2 separate regions of the Sus scrofa genome follow, and region 1 is linked to region 2. Evidence: chromatin contacts called from public HiChIP or PLAC-seq data. All regions are on one chromosome and are shown on one strand. The core of a region is the stretch at or near the end of the contact, and the rest is flanking DNA. Distances in the headings are between cores, read along the strand shown.

Region 1 (6,391 bases), core at 1,826-4,325, 160 kb before region 2:
TCCATGGCCTCTCTCTGCTTTTCTTGTGTCTGTTTTCACCACTTGTAAAAGTCTGAGCCAAACTGCTCCCACAGCAAGAAAAGGACACTTCATAGACCTGTTTTTAAGCATTTCGATGATAAAAGGCATCCTATAAACGCCAGTCTCATTTTCACTATGACCGCTTCTGTAGTGAGCTCATGAGTAAAATACTCACCAAGGAGAAATAAAATAAAATTCTTTACCAAATACATCAGGTTCAGCCCTATGGTCTCCCGCTCCGAAGCCGCTGGACAGCGTCTCTGTGGTACCTCTTTTTGTCAGGGGTCTCCCTTTGGAATCAGACCCCTATTTAATGCACTTGGTCAAGCTCTCGTTGGGAGGGGGGTTGCTAAATGCAGGGTGGAATAGGAAAAAAATGTAACCATTGGAAACCAAAGGAAAGTGAGCGCTTTTAAACAGAGGAAGGGGGAATGATCCCTTATGCATTCTTGGAATTCTGTTCAGTGAAGGCTGCAGAATTCCTGAGGCCACTGAGTGCTCACCGGGTGGGCTTCATTTATAGAGTTCTTACTGCTATGAAAACGGATTCCCCCAGGCAGGCAATCGCAATCCTCCATGAATTTCCCACTTGTATGATTGAAATCAAGATGTGAGGAGAGGCATTCCCATCATGGCTGAGCAGAAACGAATCTGACTAGGAACCATGAGGTTGCAGGTTAGATCCCTGGCCTCGCTCAGTGGGTCGGGGATCCAGCGTTGCCATGAGCTGTGGTGTAGGTCACAGACATGACTTGGATCCCGAATTGCTGGGGCTGTAGCTCTGATTCAACCCCTAGCCTGGGACCCTCAATATGCTTCAGGTGTGGGCATAAGAAGACAAAAAAAAAAAAAAAAAGATGTGAGGAGAGCCAAGACTTCTGTTAATCAGCATTTCATTACAAGTGCATCTCTTGCCTTTGTGTGTGTGGTGGGGGCAAGGGTTAAATTTGAGATTTGGGTCTTTGTACGTTTCAGCATTCGTCATGGCTAAGACTAACCAGCTGTGGAGTCTCCTTGCCAACCCCAGAATAGATTTTTACAACATTTCACTTTATCATATTTTATTCAAAACCTGATCCTAGAACTATCATAGGTAAAGGAGTCAAAGTTTTTTTAATTGAATGTGGTAATATCTTTGACGCAATAAATACCCATGGCTTTTTCATTTCACTATCATCTATGAATTAAAGGACTTATTTACTAATATCTACCAAAGAGGGAGGAAATAGTTGGATGTGTGTGTGGTTTTGTTTATTTGGCTTTTGAGGTTTTTTTGGTGGTGGTGGTGGTTTTTTAGTGTGTGGGAAGGCTGAAATCTTCCTTGTCTCCTGTGTTGCCTAAAAACTGTCTTTAATCCATTTCAGAAATTCACCTGCAATTTTGTCTCTCTGGACATTCCCTTTCTTGCAGGTTGGTTGGGCAGGTTTTATAGCTGCCTGTCCTATGAGAAGGTATTGTTTGTCACTGTCTAGCACGGTCAAGGATTTACAGCGGGTCCAAGTGGCTGGCTCCCAGGCCTCTCACACGGCTAAGCTCAGCTTATCCATCGTGATACCCTGGTTGAAAACTGGTCTCTGTGTACAGCAGCTGGCTGGAGGGGTGGGTGACGGGCAAGCTTCCTGTCTGCAGTACTGGTAAAAGAGACTCCTAAGCCCCAGCATTGCCTTCTTGGAGCAAAGAGAAGGGTATTGGCAGATCCATCCGCGTCTCATAAACCCAGCGCCAACACGAACATCTTTCAGAAAATACAATTGGGGAGTTCCCGTCGTGGCACAGTGGATGAATTTGATTAGGAACCATGAGGTTGCAGGTTTGATCCCTGGCCTCACTCAGTGGGTGAAGGTCCAGCATCGCCCTGAGCTGTGGTATAGGTCACAGACGCAGCTTGAATCCTGTGTTGCTGTGGCTGTGGTGTAGGCTGGCAGCTAGTAGCTCTGATTAGACCCCTAGCCTGGGAACCTCCATATACCGCAGGTGCAGCCCTAAAAAGAAGAAGAAGAAGAAGAAGAAGGGGGGAAAAAAGAAAATAGAATTGGTCTGAGAGTTTTGCTATCACGACTGATGCAACCGGACCCCCAAGCTCCTTGGCCATTCTGGGCTCGTGCTTGGACCTCTTTGCCCTGGGAGTTAGTTTTGTTTGTTTGTTATTGGAATACTCTGAAAACATCATTGCCAAGGGTCTGCAAATTGTGGGTGCTAATGGCAGAAGGTATTCCCCATATGCCTGACCTCCTGACCCCCACAAATCTCCTCAGCTCCTCAGACACCAGTCTTCCTGTGTAGGGTGTGTCTGTCCCTTTTCTGGACGCTGAGTAAAGGGGACTCATGTGGACTTTACAACCATGGGAAATAAGATTTGTTTGCCTTTAAAAGTAAAAGAAGGTAAATCAGAGACCCAAAACCTAAAATATTGCATTCACATGTCTGAAGTATACACACAATAGCCTTAATTACAGCATCAAATTGCAGGCATGGTTTATGTAACCATCCATGCTGGAAAATCTGGACTGTAAACCTTACTGTTCCCACTCGCCTGACTCATCCGTCAGTCCATCTGCACACATCATGGGCTGATTAGGTATTTTACGGGTGCAACCTGGGAAAGGCACGCCAAGATCCCCACGTTTCAAAATGTTTAAAATCCTCTGCCTTCTCTCAGAGGGAATGAAAGCCAGGCCAGGAGTAGGCGGATGAGTTCACCAGGGCCCCTGCCGACAGATCTTCCAGACAAAGGCATTCGGGCGACTGGGGTGCTTCAAAAGACCTCTTGGAGAGGTGGTGTGTCTTGAGACACCCTCCCTCCCCTGAATCTTCCTGGATACCACTCAGCTGGGTTTGCTAGGGAGCCAGGTGCCAGAACAGCACTTCCAATTCTAGATAAGGGGCGTCGCTTAAGACCCCCTCCCCCGCTCCCCTTTGCATCCAGCCCCAAATGTATGTGTATTCTTCAATCCTGTGAGTTTGCCTGTTTTCCACGTTTCCCTGGCTCTGAGGCTCGAGTACTTCGCCCAAGAGCACATGGCCACTAGGGGGCGTCAGATCAACCCTGATGCTCTTCCTCCCACCCCAGGCTCCTTGATTTAATTCTTGCGCACACGTCTTCTGCCGGGTTCCTGGACCCGAGCCTCCACCTATTTCCACCCCCCCGCCTGGCTCTCAGGCAGCCTCTGCTGATGGAGGGTAAGGAGCCCCGGGGGGCTCCCCTCCCCCTGGTGCGCACTTAGCGGTGGTGCCCGCAGCGACTGCAGATGTTGATCTTCCCTGCGTTTTCTGCTGCTTCCGTGCTTGGTGGCGGGACTAACGGGTGTCTCGAGCTTCCTTGAAGCAGAGCCCCCCCTCTGTCTGTTTGGGTTCTTTTCCTGACGTTTCCTTGCCTTCTGCAAACTGTCGGAAGGCGATGCCCCCTGCCTGTAGCAGCTCCCTCAGCCCTCAGGAATCTGATTTACGATCTGGCGAGGCCGTAAACCTCTGCTCTTCACTTCTGAAAAGGACTGCAAAGTATGGGAAAGAATGTAAATTATAAATACTGAATTCCTACGGTCAGCAATCATGTAATGGCCTGCGTTGTTGTGTTTTGCGTTCTTTTTTTTAAATATGGTATCCATATGGCTTTAATTTCTAAGGGTCTGGGTTCCCCCACTGCCACCACCATATTTTTAGGGAGAACAGATAACAGTGAAATGTCCCACTGAGATCAGGTATTTTTCTTTCTTTCTTTTTTTTTTTTTTTTTTTTTTTTTGCTTTTTCTAGGGCCGCTTCCCGCGGCATATGGAGGTTCCCAGGCTAGGGGTCCAATTGGAGCTGTAGTTACCTCCTGACGCCAGAGCCACAGCAACACCAGACCCGAGCCACGTCTGTGACCTACACCACAGCTCACGGCAACGCCGAATCCTTAACCCACTGAGAGGCCAGGGACCGAACCCTCAACCTCATGGTTCCAAGTCGGATTCGTTAACCACTGCACCACGACGGGAACTCCTAGGTATTTTTCTAAAATGAGAAATAACATTTTCTGATGACTCACTGGCCAAAGACTGAAATGCCACACTCTTCACAAAGAGGGATGGGACTGGAGGTGACCGTTCTCTGCCTGCTGATCTGGTGGCCCAGCTCTAGACCAGCCCCTGGTGTGGTCAGCCTTACCCCCCTCCTCCCCCGCCCCAAACCCCGTTTTGACTTTCTCAGAGGTGGTTTTCCGGTAAGATTTTTTGAAATTCTCTTCCTGTCCCTCTTACGAGTCAAAGTCTGCTCACTCGGTGGGAACAGACTTCTCAGCGCGGCTGCAAGCGGTGAAGACAGCCGCAAAGTCATCCTCAAGACACAATGACCGCTGGGTTTGAATGTTCATTCCAGCTGCGGGTCGGCTCCCGGCTTAGATTTCACATGCGGGGCGGAAGGAGCTCCACGCTCTGCCGAGGCAGGAAGGGGCCGCTGGTCACCGCGTGAATTCCTGCCGCCCTTCCCGGACCACAGAATCCAGTTCCTGAGATCACAGTGCTGGTGTTCAGCATTTTTGCCCTCAAACCCAACCTCGTCCTGCTTCCAAATGATGGGTGAAAGCTGCAAAAACACCCGGCGTCTTGAAGTTCTCAAGCCACTGTTTTAACAGCCCCAGTCTGGCCGAGCATCTATTAAAGTGGATGGGATTGTGTTTCTCTTCGTGTGGTCAGGAAGTACGCCGACGGCAGAGCGTGGTGCGTGGGAATGTGATGCCGGAGATCACAGGCGTGTCCACCCACAGAAATATATAAGCTCACAAGCACCTCTTCACTCCCACCCTCACCTTCAGGTCTTCCTGCTGTTTTCTTTGGACCACATTTGATTCACAAAATGCCAGGCTCAGCTCCGACGTGGGACTAGCCAGACCACACAAGAGGGCGTGGAGGCCCTCAAAAATGTCTGAGGGGATGGGTACAACTGGGCCACAGGATATCCTCAGCCGCAGGTCCATTCCTGAAAATTATGCCTCTGCAGATGGTTCTGCCTCTGTACCGCTAAGTCATTGCAGCAGAGATAAGCCCAACAGCGATGGCCCTCAAAGATGTACGTGACACTTAAATATGTGATGCCCAGTACTTAATATAATCGATGGTTCGCTTTCTGTGTCAACTTGCCTGGGCTAAGGAGTGCCCAGACAGCTAGGAGAATATCATTTCTGGGTATGCCAGTGAGGGTGTCACCAGAAGAGACTGGCGTTTGAGTTGGTAGGTTGCCTTCAAGGATGTGGGTGACTCTCATCTGATCTGTTGAGGGGCTGAGGAGCACAAAAGTACAGAGGAAGGCTGAATTTTTTTTTTTTTTTTTTGCTTTTTAGGGCTGTACCTGTGGCATATGGAGGTTCCCAGACTAGGGATCAAAACGGAACTACAGCTGCCAGTCACAGCCACAGCCACGCAGGATCCAAGCTGCATCTGTGACCTACACCACAGCTCATGGCAATGCCAGATCCTTAACCCACTGAGTGAAGCCAGGGATCGAACCTTTGTCCTCATGGATACTAGTCGGGTTTATTAACCACCGAGCCACAGTGGGAACTGTTCTCTCTCTGCTCCATCTGAGACATCCTTCTTCTTCCCTTGGACATTGTTGCTCCAAGTTCTTGGGCTTGCAAACTCAGACTAGGACTTAACACCGCTCCCCCACCCCCCGCCGCCGTCCCCATACACACATACCAACTGAGCCCTTGGACTTGAACTGAATCGCATCACCAGATTTCCTGGTTCTCTGGCTTGCAGACAGCAGCAGACTGTGGGATATGCAGGCCTCCCTAGCTATGTGAGCCAATTCCTCTAATAGCTCTCCTCATATGTATAGTGTATATATATATATATATATATATATATATATATATATATATTCTATTGGTTCCATTTCTCTGGGGAACCCTGACAAATACAGCCAGCCTTGTATTTGGACTAGGGTTTGTAAGTTAAACTTATCAAGGGAAATGAGGAAATCGGAGTCCTTCAGTGAAGAATGCTCCAAAACGTGATTTGCTGGCATGTAAATCCACTTGCTTTGTCGCTGGTTTTTCAGATAGCATTGCTGGAAACAGCAGCATTGCTTTTTAAGTTGAGAACAATGGCGTGCAGACGACTTCTGGTGTGCTGCTGAGGAGATGGCCAGCGTCATGAAATCTGTCCCTGGTGGGGGTACTAGTGTTGGCCCGAGAACAAAAGCAAAAGTCCACATCAGACACTGGACTCACTACTTCAGCACAGCCCCCACCCCCAACGCCCACTTGTTCTAGCCCGACCCCTGATTTTCAAACAAATCATTATAGTTAGTTGTATCTTGTTTAAGAAAATCCTTTAAGGAGCAGCTGCTCAGATGGGGAGAGGGAAAAAGAATATTTAGCTTTTCCAAATA
Region 2 (6,263 bases), core at 699-3,198:
TCCCTTGATATTTTTTTCTTTTCTTCACTTTTCCATTTTTCCATGTTACTTTTTGGCTGCCAATACCTTAGATTTGCCTGTTGGGAGCTTGGTAGTTGGGACTTAAAACCCAAAGAGCTCAATGTCTCAGACTTAGCATTCTCTAAAGTTCTCTCTAGTTCTCTAAATTTCTTTCTCTGAGATTTCTTATGGTGAGAGGTTGCTAAGACATTGTAGTTCGCACTTAGAGTATGACTGTAAATATATATATTTACAGTATATATATATATATATAAATGCTTTTTATTTTTTCCTTTATAGCTGGTTTACAGTGTTCTGTCAATTTTCTACTGTACAGCAAGGTGACCCAGTCACACATGCATATATACATACTCACAATATCCTCCGTAGAGTATGACTGTATATTATTCTAAGTTCAAAAAGTATCAAGGTCTGGTGTCTATATATCTACATCTAGGTTTCTTAAAGGCTCACAACTCTTATGCAGTATAGAGTTTTAGATCAAAGTTTATCCAATAAATATGTATTGTATATCTTTAGGCAACAGGAATGAGAATACAGTGGTGAACAAGACAGAAAAGTCGCTGGTCTCCTGGAGTGGGCATTCTAGGACCAGACTGGCTCTACAATTCATTTACTCCAGAAATTAGAGAGAAAAATAGTGGTAGAAACTGGCAGGGAGTTTGCCATGTCCGGTAGTGCACTAGAGACACAGAACTGAAAAAAAAAAAAAAAAAAAAAAAAAGACTTCACCACAAAATACTTGGGACCAATTACTTCCATTCAGGAAACACATGCTCATCATTTTCTTCAAACTAGAAATTACTTTATCCTGCTTTTCTTTGAAGTTCTCTTCAATCTGTTATTGTTCAGGGTCTCTATCCAATTTCTCATCAAATTGCCCTATTTGTAGCTTCCAAACATTAACACCTCTATGTTGAAATGGAGCCTATAAAATGCCTTCGGGGCTTAAACCATGTGTGAGGCAGAAATGGTATTTAAGCCCTTAATGAAATTATGAGCTTTTAAAGGGTTGCGTTTTGGGTTTATGGGAGCTTTCCTCCAGATTTTTTTTTTGGGGGGGGGGCGTTAGGGTGGGTGGGAAATGCTCAACACACGTTTATTACGTTTATTGTTTTCGCTTTTAAAATACAATTTTCATGAACTAGCGATTTATGAACACTTTACACTGCTTGAAAGCATCTGTAAACTTGGTGTGTGTGTGTGTTTTTTCCAACTCTCAAAGCAGCTTCTTGCTACTGGTCGAATTCCAGCCGGCAGAAAAGCTAAATATGTCTCGTCGCTTCACCGATCTTTCTCCAGAAAAGTGAAAGAGAATAGAAAATAGAGAAGGAGCAAGGGGGAGGCGAGAGGAAAAGGCGAAGGGGTAAGGGGAGAAGGAAGCCAGAAAATAAAGGAGCGCCGGAGCACAGATTGCAGACGAGCAGACCCAGAGCAGCCACAGCGCGGAGCTGCCGGCGGCCACTGGTCCCCCGAGCTGCCAATCGCGGTGTAATCCTGTAGGAATTTCTCCCGGGTTTAGCAGGGAGTCACACAGCCGCCTCCTCTCCCGAGTGGCCCGGAGAAGCCCAGAGAAGCTGGCTGGGGAGGGAGGGAGGGAGCGGGAGGAGAAGAGGAGGTGGAGGAGGAGGACCCTGGGAGGGAGGCGGCGGCGCGGGAGGAGGAGGGGCGCAGCCGCGGAGCCACTAGCCCTGCCGGACGCGCTTCTCTCCAGATACTCCCAGAGCTCCAGCCGCGCGGATCTCGCGCCCCCACCGCTCTGCCCCCAAACTTCAGCTGCAGCTACATTCCAAGCCATCTAATTTATTCCTCAAAAATCAGAAACCGAGCCGCGACACGGGGAAGGAGTCCGCGGAGGAGTAAAACTACAGCAGAGCAAGAAAGGCTCCAGAGAGCTGCCTCCCCGGAGCAACAACTCGGCGTCGGGAGTGTAGGAACCAACAAGTGAGAAGGCGCCGCGTTCCCCCAGCGCAGCCGCGGGCAGCGGGAGCAGGCGCAGGAAGAAGAAGCGAGCGCCCCGGAGTCCCGAGCCCGAACCCCCGAGCCCCCGAGCCGGAGCCGCGGTCGCGGAGGCTGCTCCGCTCCGGATTCTTCGGCGCGGGCTGCGCCGGGCGCTGAGCAAGAGGTTCCGCTTCTCTCTGGTTGCAAGCGGCGGCTGGGAGCAGCCGATCCCCGGGGAATATGCGGCGCGTTTGGATCCTGCTCACCTTGGGCTTGGTGGCCTGCGTGTCGGCGGAGTCGGTGAGTGGGCCAGGAGGGGGACGCGCGCGCCACATAGGGTGTCGAGGCCGAGCGGGGTGCGCAGAGCCCGCGGGGAGTCGGGGAGCGCCACCTGGGGGATGCCCCCCACTCCCAGCTGTGTCAGCTCGGCCCCCGGGGATCTGCTGGGACAAATGCGCTCGCTCCTCCGCCCCTTCCCTCCTCCCTTTCCCGCAGAAAAGCGCCGCTCCCTGGAGTTGCCTGGAGGTCCCCCGGGATCAGCAAGAGAGTACGGCAGTTTTGTCGAACCGCAGAGGCCCCAGAAATCTCTCCCAACTTCTTCGCCCTCGGAGGGTCTTTCTTTATGGCCGGGAAGGACCGATGGGGAAGGGTGGCCGGAGAGAGGATGTCGGGAAAGGGCAGCGTGAGAACTGGTCCCCTCCGCGCGCTCCCGGAGACCCAGGAACGACCTGGAAACTTTGGGGTCCCTTTGTCAGCACACACACACCCCCACGCCAGCTTTCCTACTCCATTGAATGCACGTTCTGGGGAGATGGGGCCCAGCTTTGAGAAACCCGCGAGTGTCCGGAGAGGAAAGTTTGCAAAAGTTCTTTTGTTTGATGTTCCGGGTGGCTGGGGTAAGGGAGCAGACACTGCGTGGATAAGCTACCCGCGGAGGCACAGTCGTCGGTCCCTTGGGGGGTGAGCGGGATGCGCCCCAAAATGCCAGGATGCGGACCCCTGGACTCCAAGTCTTGCAACGACCCGACCTCCTTGAGGGTCGGGGGGCGGCTTGCGGGCCCTAAGGAACAGGAGGGCATTTTGGTAGGGGTTGCGCTCAAGTGCAGCAGCTGGGCGAGGTGAGGTGCCTGAGACACTGAGCTTGGCCTCGGGTCGCCTGGCTGCTCGGAGAACCGGGGCTTCCAGCCCGCCACGCTCGTCCTCGCGGGCCCCGGCTGGGGTGCACCGAGGCTTGGAGGAGTCTCTTCTCCCACGGGCCCGAAAGCGGGCATCTAGCTTCCCTCCCTGGCCTCGGCGGTGGGAACTTGCTTTCTCCCCCTTTGGGTCGCGTTTCGGGGGTTGGAGCTTGTTTCCCTCCGACACCCAATGAGCGCCCTCTAAAGGGAACTGCCTCCTGGGTTTTGATTTGTGCGTGACGGCCCCTACCTGGGCGCTCTGAGCTTTGTCCGGCTGGGTGGAATCCCAGCACCCGGATCACGTCTGCAGCCTCATTGCGGTCTGGGACCTCGGTTAGGGAGTGCAGCTGTTTCTGTCCCTTCTGGTTCCTCATATCTCCTCCTTGTGCCACCAAATAACTTGTCCATTTCTAGTAATCTGAACTGCCTTTTCGAAGACAATTAATGTCATCTTTAAGGTGGTTTCATGAGTTTCCCCCCCTCGCCTGTTATTCCCCCCCACCCGATTTGGAATCGGGAAACCTCTTTGGCCCTGAGCAGCAGATGGGCATTTTTTCATCGGTGTGGGAGCCTCTGTGTATGCTATGGGGTCCTCAAATGTTACTCTGAGATTGGAGAGCAGGTAGGATTGTAAACGGAATAGAGTAGATGGAAATGTGGGTGCTCCGGCTGTGAAATAAAACTCTGAGCCTTATCAGCATTTCTCTGTGGCAAATGATCGTTTTATCTGTTAGGATTGGTCCTTTCCCAGCCAGTTATGAACTTTGTGCTCTTTCCACCCCAAAAGGGAAAAAAGAATCCCTGTTTATTTCAGAAAAACATTATTGCTCATCTTGTTGCAAAAGAGGGCAAAGGGAGAATTCCAACTAAAGATATTCAGGAGAAGCCTGCCTAAAAAGCAGGACAGGGTTAAGGAGGTCCCTTTTTGCTGAGTCCTGTTCAGGAATTGTTACTGTTTGGGGATTCTAAAAGAAGAACGTCTCTTTGGGTGTTTGCGTCAATCTGACCTTGCATCTTAAGGAAGCTTTTTGGCTGAATGATACTTGTCTTCTCTGGTGGTATCTTTTCCCCCCAACCCTGTCTTTAGGGTTTGAATATTTCTCAGTTCCGACCAGAACTGGATGCTTTCCTAGTGAGCTCTTTCACTGTGGCAGATACCATTTTCAGTAATTGGTATATCATTCAAAAGGGTGATTAGATATTTTTTAAAATGTCAACTTGGAGACTGTAGCCGGCAATCTTTGTTAGCCAGTGAGTCAGTTTTTCTCCATAGAAGCAGTTTCCAAGCTCAGGATGGCCAATAATCCATTTAAATGACTTTTCAGTCTCTTGTTTGTTTCACGTATAGCAGCATACATGTAGGCAAAGTTGAAGGACTGCAGTTTTTCAACGTTCAGCCATTAAGGTGCATTATTTCCAGTCCTGTGCATTTTAATTTGAAAACTGCAACTGTTGCCTGGGAATTAGAAGTCGTGATCATCTGAGCTTAAAGCCTCTCTTTTTTAGAAAAGGAAAAAGGAAAACTGTCCACAGTTAGTGAATTCTGGAATTTTATACTGAGTTCAAGAGGGGAAAAAAGAGGTCTCAGCAGTCAAGGCTCAGAGCTGTCTGTGGGAACTGGAGGTGCTTTATTTCTGGGCGCTGGAGACAGCAGGGAGAGCGTGATCACGGCAGTGGATTTAGCCTTCCCACCGCCCTTGCGAGGGGAAGGACTGACAGAGTGTGGCAGTAGTGATATGCTGTTGGTTTTCTATCAATTTTTTACAAGAGACTGTTTATCTTTAGAACTAATACATTGCAGACGGCTATAAACACGTAATTGGACCTGGGAATATGTTTAAGAAAAGGAAGCGTTTTGAACTAGTGGAATTTTCTACACATGCTTAGATGTGTTTAAATTAAAAGAAACTTGTCAAGTCATTTGGACCCATGCATTTCCTCTCGGTGTATTATGAAAGACAGGCATTGGAAAGTTTGCATTCGAAGGAAAAATTAAATTGGCACCATGTAACCTTTGGCAGTTCTTTAAAAATACATATTTGGGCTGTTGTAGTAATGAAGCAAACTCTGTGGGGAATCTTAGGGAAACAAGAGCCCTTTTCTCTGTTAGTTGGATATTAGCAGTTGGTAGATGTCATTTAGGAAGGAAAGATCTTATTATGATCAGGTTTGCAGAAGGTGGGTGAGCAGAGGAATTTGAGTACACGCTCCAACGCCGCCTCCTGGGACCGGGAACATAGAGTTTTGATGGTGTTTGCCATTTGAAGGACTGTGTAACATGATTATACACATGGCACCTTGAATAATCATTAGTTTGGAAAGCATTTCAAAAATTATCTAGAATTTTTTTTCCCCCCCTTGGGCAGAACTAGTTCTCAAGTCTCCAGAAACCCCCAGAGACAGGACTGGCCAGCTTCAGGGGGCCTGGCATCTGCCCAGGTTGCTGGAGCCGGAGGCTGACCCAGCCACACAGAGCCTGGCCAGCTCTGTCATTAAAGTTTATAGGGAGTCCGGTTAAGCCACTGTGCTGTCCACATGTCAGCTGGCAGTGATCTTGGGTCATGTGAGGAATGTCATCTGAGTTTAGATTCTCACGAGATTGTCTCTGCTCATTGCCAAAAATCAAACTAAGAGACCTGGCCCATCGTTTTCTTCTTCCCAAGACAGAAGACCCACTGTTCATGCCACTGTCAGTGGTACATTCCCGTATTTCAGAATCACTTGATTTTTCATGCACCAGAAGCCCAAATAAAGTTTGAGTGAAAAGTTAAGAAGTAGTGAAAGAAGCTCATCTTTTTTAGTCACCTCTGCCAGTACCATCATCCTTTTTTTTTTTCTTTCTTTCCCTTTTTTGGCGGCATATGGATCTCCCAGACCAGGGATCAGATCCACCACTGCAAACTAAACTGCAACTGCGGCAACCCCGGATCCTTATCCCACACTATGCTGGGTTGGGGATCAAACCCTAATCCCAGCACTCCCAAGATGCTGCCCACCCCGTTGCGCCACAGCGGGAGCTCCCAGTACTGTCATCTTAATGCCAGGCTTTGGGATTTGAGTCTTGACGTCAATTCCTTGATGAGGCATCTTTGTTGACTTTGCTGACTAGATGGCCACAGAATGCAC

What was found. HiChIP or PLAC-seq counts read pairs in DNA pulled down with a chosen protein or histone mark.
Region 1: an H3K27ac HiChIP or PLAC-seq map of alveolar macrophages shows a contact between it and region 2. The contact joins the enhancer-like site here to the promoter of SDC2 in region 2. A contact is called at or near these places in 3 of 5 promoter capture datasets (fetal liver, fetal skeletal muscle and liver), 17 of 47 Hi-C or Micro-C datasets (alveolar macrophages, embryonic fibroblasts, fetal heart ventricle and 9 more) and 2 of 2 datasets of contacts at active chromatin or transcription factors (alveolar macrophages and skeletal muscle).

Annotation. Positions count from the first base shown.
Region 1 is chr4:40,289,450-40,295,840 of Sscrofa11.1, reverse strand. No RefSeq gene overlaps it. Among named protein-coding and RNA genes, the nearest start is that of PTDSS1, 83 kb to the left of the region's middle. Within about 2 kb of position 3,075, at least 22 of the 83 cell types and tissues checked have an H3K27ac peak or open chromatin away from gene starts, as enhancers often do. A contact at or near this core is called in alveolar macrophages, fetal liver, liver and 2 more, where this site is marked.
Region 2 is chr4:40,125,168-40,131,430 of Sscrofa11.1, reverse strand. SDC2 (syndecan 2) reads left to right here and starts at 1,948. Exons shown (of 5, transcript NM_001315754.1): 1 at 1,948-2,262. The coding sequence starts at 2,203.